Linked DNA regions of Oryctolagus cuniculus: regions 2 and 3 are each linked to region 1. Evidence: chromatin contacts called from public Hi-C and Micro-C data. All regions are on one chromosome and are shown on one strand. The core of a region is the stretch at or near the end of the contact, and the rest is flanking DNA. Distances in the headings are between cores, read along the strand shown.

Evidence for each region. Hi-C and Micro-C count contacts between places; a contact is called where the count stands out from the background.
Region 2: a Hi-C map of embryonic fibroblasts shows a contact between it and region 1, with 1.9 times the contacts expected there. The contact joins the enhancer-like site here to the promoter of LOC100338504 in region 1. A contact is called at or near these places in 3 of 6 Hi-C or Micro-C datasets (embryonic fibroblasts, skin fibroblasts and an unstated tissue).
Region 3: a contact with region 1 is called in a Micro-C map of ear pinna, with 5 times the contacts expected there. The contact joins the enhancer-like site here to the promoter of LOC100338504 in region 1. A contact is called at or near these places in 3 of 6 Hi-C or Micro-C datasets (ear pinna, skin fibroblasts and an unstated tissue).

The regions. Positions count from the first base shown.
Region 1 is chr4:84,093,590-84,097,118 of mOryCun1.1, forward strand. LOC100338504 (large ribosomal subunit protein eL32) reads right to left here and starts at 1,932. Exons shown (of 1, transcript XM_051818932.2): 1 at 1-1,932. The coding sequence starts at 303. PPP1R2 (protein phosphatase 1 regulatory inhibitor subunit 2) reads left to right here. Exons shown (of 6, transcript NM_001082744.2): 5 at 1,932-2,099.
Region 2 is chr4:84,024,445-84,027,803 of mOryCun1.1, forward strand. No RefSeq gene overlaps it. Among named protein-coding and RNA genes, the nearest start is that of APOD, 15 kb to the right of the region's middle. Within about 2 kb of position 1,992, at least 3 of the 8 cell types and tissues checked have an H3K27ac peak or open chromatin away from gene starts, as enhancers often do.
Region 3 is chr4:84,004,669-84,007,735 of mOryCun1.1, forward strand. The region is part of intron 1 of LOC138849312 (a long non-coding RNA gene); the gene reads right to left. Among named protein-coding and RNA genes, the nearest start is that of BDH1, 32 kb to the left of the region's middle. Within about 2 kb of position 1,528, at least 4 of the 8 cell types and tissues checked have an H3K27ac peak or open chromatin away from gene starts, as enhancers often do.

The sequences.
Region 1 (3,529 bases), core at 682-3,181:
GTGAGCAATCTCTGCACAGTAGGATTTGTTGCACATCAGCAGCACCTCCAGCTCCTTGACGTTGTGGACCAGGAACTTCCGGAAGCCGCTGGGCAGCATGTGCTTGGTCTTATTGTTGCTCCCGTAGCCAATGTTGGGCATCAAGATCTGGCCCTTGAATCTTCTCCGCACCCTGTTGTCAATACCTCTGGGTTTCCGCCAGTTATGCTTAATCTTGACATAGCAGTCCGACTGGTGGCGGATGAACTTCTTGGTCCTCTTTTTGACGATCTTGGGCTTCACCAGGGGTCTGAGGGCGGCCATGGTGCCTGCCCTTAGTACTACGCAGAAAACTCGAAATTTTTTCTGAAATGAAACCCACACCTATACCTGTTAACCAACTCTCTCCATCTTACCTCCAAACATTCTCAAACCACCCCCAGGCTCTGGTAACCACTGTTGTACTCTCTGCTTCTATGAGATCAGCTTTTTATTGGAAATCAGAGATCTTTGCAAATAAGGAATTATAACTCAGTGCTTTGTCACTTTAGTTATTTATTTGCTATTTGAAAGGCAGAGTTAGAATCTTCCATCTGCTTGTTTATTCCCCAAATGGCTATGAAAGCTTGAACTGGGCATGGCCAAAGCCAGGATTCTAGAACTCTATCAAGATCTTCCCTTGCTTTCCCAGATACATTATTAGGGAGCTGAATCAGAAGTGGAGCAGCCGGGACCCATATGGGATGCTGGTGTCACAGGCAACAGCTTAACCCTCTCCACCACAATACAAGCCCCACTTGTCACTACTTAAAAATTATATAAGTCTGCTATGTACATGAGAGAATGTTTCCTGTTTTTTTATATATATATATATATGAATTTATTTATTTATTTGAAAGTCAGAGTTACACAGAGAGAGAAGAGGCAGAGAGAGAAAGAGAGAGAGAGATGTCTTCCATCTGATGGTTCACTCCCCAGATGGCCGCAATGGCTGTAGCTGGGCTGATCCGGAGCCAGGAGCTTCTTCTGGGTCTCCCACTCAGGTGCAAGACTTGGGCCATCCTCTACTGCTTTCCCAGGCCATAGCTGGATCAGAAGAGGAGCAGCTGGGACTAGAACCAGCGCCCATATGGGATGCCAGTGCTTCAGGCCAGGGCTTAACCCGCTGCACCATGGCACCGACCTCCTGTTTATATATTAAAACTATGATATAGTTCTTGACCTAGAATTAACCACTGTTAATTGTTGTTTAGTATTTTGCATATGTGCTTGTATATGTATGTGTACAGGCTTTGTACATAATATGTATATGGTATTATAACATGCTTTTTTTCCCCCATTCAACTCCTGATGAGGAAATATATTTAAATTCTATCTCAAATATAATTCTTTTTTTTTAAAGATTTATTTATTTTTCACTTGAGAGTCAGAGTTACACAGAGAGAGAGAGAGGAGAGAGGAGAGAGAGAGAGAGAGGTCTTCCTTCTTATGATTCACTCCCAATTGGCTGCAACGGCCAGAACTGCACCGATCCGAAGCCAGGAGCCTCCTCCGGTTCTCCCATGTGGGTGCAGGGGCCCAAGTACCTGGGCCATCCTCCACTGCTATCCCAGGCCATAGCAGAGAGCTGGATTGCAAGTGGAGCAGCCGGGACTAGAACTGGCATCCGTGTGGGATGCTGACGCCCCAGGCCAGGGCGTTAACAACTCTTACTCCTGTCTTCTCTTGAGATACACTTGAACAATTTAAAGCAGCAGTTAGCAAACTTTTCTGTAAAGCACCAGGTAGTAATATTTTAGATTTTGTTGTCTGCAGTGTTTTTGCAAACTACTTAACTCTGCCATTGAGCACAAAAACAGCATTAAACATGATGAAAACAAACATGACTTTCCCAGTAAAACTTAGTCTCTTGAGCTGAGACTTTCTGAGCTTGTTTTTTTGGTATCTTACAGAAAAAAAGCGACAATTTGAAATGAAAAGGAAGCTTCACTACAATGAAGGACTAAATATTAAATTAGCTAGACAGTTAATTTCGAAAGACCTACATGATGATGAGGAAGATGAAGAAATGTCAGAGACTGCAGATGGAGAAAGCATGAATACAGAAGAATCAAATCAAGGTTTGATGTTTTGAAAGTATCACTGAGACTTTTGATCCTCTCCGTCTTAGATATAATTTGATTTAAAATTGCAGGAGAAAACTCATATTTTATTGTGATGCTGAATGTTTCTAAAATTTCAACTCCTGTGGCAAATTTCAAAAAAGTTTTTAAAGAGTATTTGTTAACTTAAGACCATATGTTATAGTATGTGGCTTTGTTTTATGATCTACTTGGCTTTGGACAAGGATATCTGTCATCTTTAAATTGTAGTTTGTTTTAAATGTTTTCAGGTCATATTTTGTCATAATGAGCTAATGAAAACTTAAAATTTTTAAAAGAAACATGATGGAGTTTTTGTTTTCATTTTTTATTTATGTAAGAGACAGAAAGCTCCCATCCACAGATTTATTCCACAAATGCCCACAAGGGCCAAGACTGTGCCAGGCCAAAGCCAGGCATTCCTTCCAAGTCTCCAATATGGGTGGCAGGAACCCAGTTAATTGAACCATCATCATTGCCTCCCAGGGTCTATGTTAGTGGGGAATAAGGAGGCCGAGTGGTGAATCAAACCCAGGCACTCTGATATGGGATGCAGATGTCTTTGCTACATTGGTGTCCATCCCAGCAACAGATATTTAATGTGAAAGATTTCTTTTACATCCCTTTAGTTGGAGAGCATGTCATATCTTTCCAATGTTAATTCTCTTGGCTGTTGGATTGGCAGTCTATGTGATTTTTTTTAAGTCTTTTGAAAACCAGCCCTTTGTAGCGACTCTTTCCCAGTCATAGGAAGTAGATTTTACTTATTTACTATTCTGAAGGTGAATCTTCTTTACCACTAATGACTTTTTAAGCTTATTACCTACTCTTCATATTTAAACACTGATGCTTTTCGTTGGTGGTGCAACTTACTTTATTTATGACGCTGAGAATGGTTAAGTCTTAGGAAAGTAAACTATCATGTTATTGTCCTGGTGAGCATAGTATGAAATATGAGTAATTCTGTGATACAAACTGGTGAGTCACTGACTCATAATAGTGTCAGATTATAATATTTTTGGTTATTCATGTTAAGTAGTAGTTATTACATGTCTGTCTGCCTTTTAAAAATATATAATCCATTTTTAGATGACCTATATCTCCCATATAACTGCCTTGGAGTCTTTGTTTTCTATTTTACCCGTGTCCTTATGGTTTCTTTTGGTGTATTCAAGTGAATAGTTTCAACTTTTCATCAATTTCTATTCAGACTTCCGACATTAACTCTTAGTGACAATGGTAAGACTATGAATACCCCTCTTGCTGCTGGAAATTTACACCTGCACCAGTGCTTTCCTGTCCAGTCCTGTCCTGTCCTGTCCTTTCTTTTCAATTTCTTTTTTAAAAAAGATTGATGTATTTATTTGAAAGGCAGAGTTACAGAGAGAATCTTCATTGCCCTGTTGCTT
Region 2 (3,359 bases), core at 742-3,241, 69 kb before region 1:
TTCCTGAAAGGTTTAGCACACATCCCAGGAAGGATTCCTGAGTCCAGATGGAGGCTTGTTCAGAAAGGAAGATTCTAGAGGTCCAAGCCTGAGTCAAGTACCTGCCCCTTGTGGAGGGATAGGGATGAGTCAGGCCCACCTGAACCACATGGGCAGAGCAGACTGCTATGGACTGTAGAAAGAGAAGTTTCCCAAAGGAGGGACAGAGAGTCAGCGAAGGCCAAGCTCATTCTGGCTACCAGTCACAGCGTGGTCTTCCTCTGCTCCCCTCTCCCAGGTTTCTTCCTTGTTTCATGCCCCAGTTCAGCTGCTTTAGCCTGCGAGGCCCAGAACGCTCCCGACCTGGGGAGGGTCTGAGTGGAGACTGCTCACCGCCCTCTGCCGTCACCCGTGTGCAGACAAGAGTGCGGGATGTGAGCGCGGAAGGCAGCCCCGGGAAGTAGCGTGCGGGTGGAGACAGAGGAGAGCCAGGAAGGGGACCCTCACTGCTGAGAGGCTCGAGGAGGAGGAGAAAGGGCCAGCCCTCGGCTGAGGCCGGAATGACGAAGCCTTGGGCTGCGGAAGATCACCTCCTGTCCCCACCAAACAGCCTCTGTTCAGGACCACCCAGGCCCTTGCTTCTTCCCTCTCCAGCTGGCTCAGGGCTGTCACCCACACCCCAGGGCTGGTTCTGGTCTGACCACTCAGACTCATCACGAACGGCTGCTTTTCCCCTGGGCTCCCAGGGCTTCTAGTCTCACCTGATCAGCACCGCCCCCAACACACACACTGGTACACATACATACTGGTACACATGCATATACACGCACACAGACACACATACAGGCATATATACTTGTACACAGTCATGAACACGTACACAGGCACACACACACACAGGCACACATGCACACACACCCCTGTTCTACAATTTGATAGAAGAATCCATCATGGGCCTTTACAGCCCCCACCAAGTGGTTATTTTGTGCTGGGGTTACAGACCTCCCTGTTCACGTGTCCACTCCATCGAGGATGGACAAGCTCCTGGGAGTCAACCATGAGAACACACACGAGAAATCTGGGGTCAGAACAGCTCGACGAGGACAGGATGCACTTGGAGTGAGGATTGCCCTCTTCGGCCTGTGGCTGGGTTACTGCAGTTCATTGGCAAAGTTGTTTGGAATTTGCAAAGCCTCCAGAGCCAGCCTCGGGGAGTTTGTGCCTCTTGGCTCCCTCACAGCTGCTTTGTTACCGTCAGTTTAATAATCACACTCTGGGTTGCTCAACCACTGGCCATCCCAGCAGACCCACCAAGAGCAGACCAGGGAGCCCAGGATTTGCATTTCAGTTCCACATAAACAATTTCACCTGAAGACAACTCAGTGGGCCCTCCTGGTACGGAGGCTGGGAGCGCCTTCCCCACCTGCCCTCCTTCCTCACCCACTCTCTGGCTCTCTCCCTCCTTGCCCATGGTGAGTGCACCGCTGGAAAGGACACGGGGACCCAGGGAGTCTTGGGCTTCCCAGGAGCCACAGCCCTGGAGAGCTTTGGGAGCTGGAGCACAGCTGGTGGGCTTCAGACACCAGGGCACTGGCAGAGTGGGGCAGGCGGCAGGGTTTGATGGTCGCCGGCTGTCTGAGCCTCCCCTAGCCTCCCTTCTGCCTCCCCTGCCCTGCCTGTGTCCTGGCTCCTCCAGACCAGGTAGCACATGCTCAGGACTTTCAAGGGCCAGAAAGAGGATGCAGCTGGGACCTAGCAGAAGGGGCCATCCTCCACTGCACTCCCTGGCCACAGCAGAGAGCTGGCCTGGAAGAGGGGCAACCGGGACAGAATCCAGTGCCCCGACCGGGACTAGAACCCGGTGTGCCGGCGCCGCAAGGTGGAGGATTAGCCTAGTGATCTGCGGCGCCGGCTGTGGTCGGTGAATTTGAGCTGAGAGCAGTTAGGCTGTGTCCCCCACGTGGGGACGCTCACCACCTGCCTTGACGCGGTCTCTTCAGCAGTCCCCCTACAGGGCTGCCAAAGTGGATCTGGGGGCCAGTGCTGTGGCGTAGTGGGTGAAGCCTCTTCCTGTGAGGCCAACGTTCCATCTGGGTGCCGGTTCAAGCCCCAGATGCTCCACTTCTGATCTACCTCCCTGCTAATGGCCTGGGAAAAACCCAGAAGATGGCCCAAAATGCTTGGGCCCCTGCCACCCACATAGGAGACGCAGATGAAGCTCCTGGCTCCCGGCTTTGACCTTGCTCAGCCTTACCTGTTATGTCCATCTGGGGAGTGAACCAGTGAACCAGCAGATGGAAGATCAATCTCCCTCCCTCTCTGCCTTTCTCTTTGTCTCTCCCTTTCTGTAACTCTGACTTTCAAATAAATACACAAATCTTTTTTTTAAATGTAGAGTAAATCTGGGGTGTGCCCTGCACTCTTCAGCTTCCAAATCTACAGTCCCATGGGTGTCTCTGCAGGATGTTCTTTTGTGGGCACTTATCCCTGTGGCTTCTACACCCACGCTGTCCTGGACCAGGGATGTGCATCCGCCCAGCTGCCATAGATGCTGTGGGAGACCTGGCACAGGACCTGGGTTGGGCTGACCCTGCCACTCCCTCCGCTCACAGGGACAGTGCCGCCTTTGTACCATTGTTTTGGTTTTGTTTTTGGTTTTTGAACATTTCCTTCCCCCATCATGCATTCAGTTCTTTGGGGCCTCAGATGAAGGCAGCCCACCCAAGAATTCTGCAACAGAACCTGCGATTGTTCCCTCAGCAGGCCACACACATCTTTGCAAACAAACTCTGCTATGGTGGAGGGCCCTGGAAAAGCTGTCACTTCCCCTGGTTGGAGGCCTCAGCCTCTGGGGAATTCCATGGCCCTGATCCCGGTTCCTGGAAGGAGCAGAGTGCAGGATGGGTAAAGGGGGTCAGTAACTTGCATCTGCAGGAGTCAGGGTGAATCTGCCTGGAAGTGAAGTTCTCAACCTGGATTGGTTACTATGGCAACATAAAGACCATCCCAGACCAAAACAGGCAAAGTTCATGTTCATTTCCAAGGGCTACAGTGGGAACATCCCGCATGCCCAGGAGCTTTCCCCAGATGAGCCCCTCCGTGTCCCTCACAAGAGAATGACAAGTTCCTATGCATGGTTGAAACTTCCCTCACTGGAAGCAGATTTGCTGAGCCAATTTTTTTTCAATCCTTTGCTTTTTAAACATTGACTTTGTTTGTTTTCCTAAATTTTTGTTATTTCTAGCTTCATCAAAGCAGCCCAGTTCAAAAAAACAGAATGTACCAGAGAAACAGACATTTGATCATTAAGGGGAAAATGTTAAGTCATGTGTAATCGAAAGCTCAGGACACTGGGATCAGAGGGGCCTCTGGCCTGCTTC
Region 3 (3,067 bases), core at 278-2,777, 89 kb before region 1:
CTCTCTCTCCGCCTCTCCTTCTCTCTTGGTGTAACTTTGATTTTCAAATAAATAAATAAATCTTTAAGAGAAGGAAAAGAGGAAGAGGAAGAAGAGGAAGAATAAGAAGAACTACCTTCCAGGGGAATGCCCCAATGAGCTCTAAGTCCCACCTCCTGAAGATTCCACCACCTCAGGGGCCAAACCTTTGACATGGGTCTCGGGGCCACCTTGACTAGGATCCAGCCAAGGCAAGGCCTGTGCCGGTTTTGCTTCTGGGAAGCTGTGTCCCTTCTGGACCTCGGCTCCCTCATCAATAGGGCTAAGATCTAGACAGGATAATACGAATGAAAGGGTGAACGTCTTGACTCTCAGAGTTCACCTGGCACCTGCACACACACTATTTCAGTGGGTCCCTGTGGAATCACTTTTATTCCCTCCACCGTTTTCACTGATGATGAGAAACGCACATTTTTGAAAACCAATGTGAAACCTGGCCGCATAGAAACTTCTGTCGACATCCCTTGTGTTGTTTAGTGTCTCTTATACAGCAATTTAGAATTCCTCCTAACAGTGGCTGGTAAACACGTCCCTCCAGAAGACAGAACATGTGCCATGTGACAAGACAGAGTCAACTCCTACCCCTTCACGCTTTTTTTTTTTTTTTGGTCTGGATGCCAGGAAGCGTGGAACTAATCATGACAAGATTGTGGTAATCAATAAATCTCAAATTCCTGGTACCATTACCTCCCACACCCCTAAATCCTCAGGCTTGAGCACTTGCTAACGGAGGCCATCCGAACTGGGTGATTGTGTAATTTGCCACACAAATGAGGCCCCCTTCACAGTGCAAGAGAACATTGTTATTAACACATTAGGGTGACAGATGCAAACCAGGACGATCTCAAGCAAACTTGGGTGGATGGGCACAAAAGTCACATTCAAACAGCACACAATGGGACCTTGGCAAAAGTCATATTCAAATAGCACTTGGTAGAACCTTGTTGGTGCCACACTGGGTCTCATTAAACTTGGGAGAGTCACACAGAGCTGGAGATAGATAATAGTTCATAGGACGTGGCAACAAAAGTGCTTCTGAGTGTACCTGCTGACCAGGAGGGGACAGTGTGCATCTCCCACCAGGCAGTCCCGGGTCACTTTACTTCCCGATGTCTCTGCCTCCTCAGCACTGTGGGCGTCCTGTCCTGTGGCCAATCACTGCAGCTCAAAATTCCTTCTAGGAGCCGCTTAAGCAAGGCAAGCTGCTTGGAAGGAAAAGGCCTGGGGACGTCATTGAGTGGCACTTTGCCGGACGCTGGGACAAAGGTGATTTCCATCTCAAAGAATGGGGTGGACAAAGATGGTGGGGCCCCCAAAAGTCACAGCCGCCACGCAGTGCCTTCCTGGTGTTGGAAGGCTCAGGCACTGCCTGGGACAGGACTGACCTCCCTGCACCGGTCTCTGCCTGTCACTGCTGGGCAGGACAGTTCCCACAGGAGGAAGCCGCTGCTCCTCTTCCAGAAACAGCGCTAGAGGTCGCCCTTCTCCAACATCAGACCGGGTGCCACAGAAGGCACGGCGGGAGGTTGGCTCCGGGCCGCCAAGCCGCGGGTGGGAAGGCGCTGCACTGGCGCAGAGGCTGAGTGCATCAGGCTCCCAGGGGAGGCAGCGCCCAGGAGAGGCAGCGCCGGGCTGAACGCAGGCGGGACGCCCTTCTTCCTATGAGGGCGCTCCAAAAGTTTATGGAAAATGGAGTCAAAAGGCAAGCTTGTTTTGCTGCAAACATTTTTAAATCCATGAATAATTTTTTCATAATATACATTTTCTATGAACTTTTTAAGTTTTAATAAGAAGGGAGACAGATCTTCCATGTGCTGGTTCACAGGAAAATGCCCCCCAAGAGCCGGGGCTGGGCCAGGCTGAAGCCAGGAGCCTGGAACTCCCATCTGAGCCTCCCATGCAGGTGGCAGGTACCCTATTACTTGAGCCATCACCTGCTGCCTGTCAGGGTGCACATGAGCAGGAAGCTGGAATTGGAAATAGAGACTGGGCATGAACCCAAGCCCTCCAATATGGGATGCAGGCAGCCCAAGCAGCATCTTTTTTTTATTATTTTTTATTTATGTATGTATGTATTTATTTATTTATTTGAAAGGCAGAGTTACAGAGCTGTATGCTGGAAGCTAGGAGCCAGGAGCTTCTTCCAGGTCTCTCACACGGGTGCAGGGGCCCAAGGATTTGGGCCGTTTCCCACTGTTTTCCCAGGCCATAGCAGAGAGCTAGATCAGAAGTGGTGCAGCCGGCACCATGTGGGATGCCGGCGCTGCAGGCGGCAGCTTTACCCTCTAAGCCACAGCGCCAGACTCAAGAGTACACCTTTGTGACTTTGGCTTTTCAGGGATGGCCTCGGGCCACGGGAGGGTCAATATTGCACCCCTCACCCCCAATCCCACCTGGTGCCTGGCTGCTCAGACCCCTGTCTCACTGTGTGCAGCCTCCCTTGCTGCCATCCCCAGCCCTCATCTCTTTCAAAACCTGCCTCAGGGAGCGCACTGCCGGGAGCCATGGGTACCTGGGGAAAGCACCTGCTAGCCCTCTCACAGGTGTGCCGTGATTGCATCCCCTGTACCTCAGAGCAGAACGACCTCTGTCAGAGCAAGGAGCCAGGTGGCGCCAGAGCTTCCCTCCCTGTGACTGACTGGGGGAAAGCAAAACTTTCCCGTCAGTTACATGAGAGGCTAATACTGCTACTGCGCGTCTCACACAGTGGTTACGACAATGACCTGTCTTCCTTGAAAACTCAGTAAGAAGTTCTTTCCCATGGAAGAGGCGGGTGGATGGAGGTATTTTCAGGATAAGAAGTGAGAGTGAGAGTAGGGGGTAACAACACTGGCAGAGGTCTTTGAAAGAAGTTTCTGAGTTGAGGCCAGTGTTGCGGCGCAGGGGCTAAGCTGCCACTTCTAACACCAGCATCCCGTTTCAGAGAGCGGATTTGAGTCCTGACTGTTCCATTTGCAACCCAGCTCCCCGCTAATGCACCTGGGAAGGCAGTGGAAGATGGCCCAAGTGCTTGAGTTTCTCCACTCAT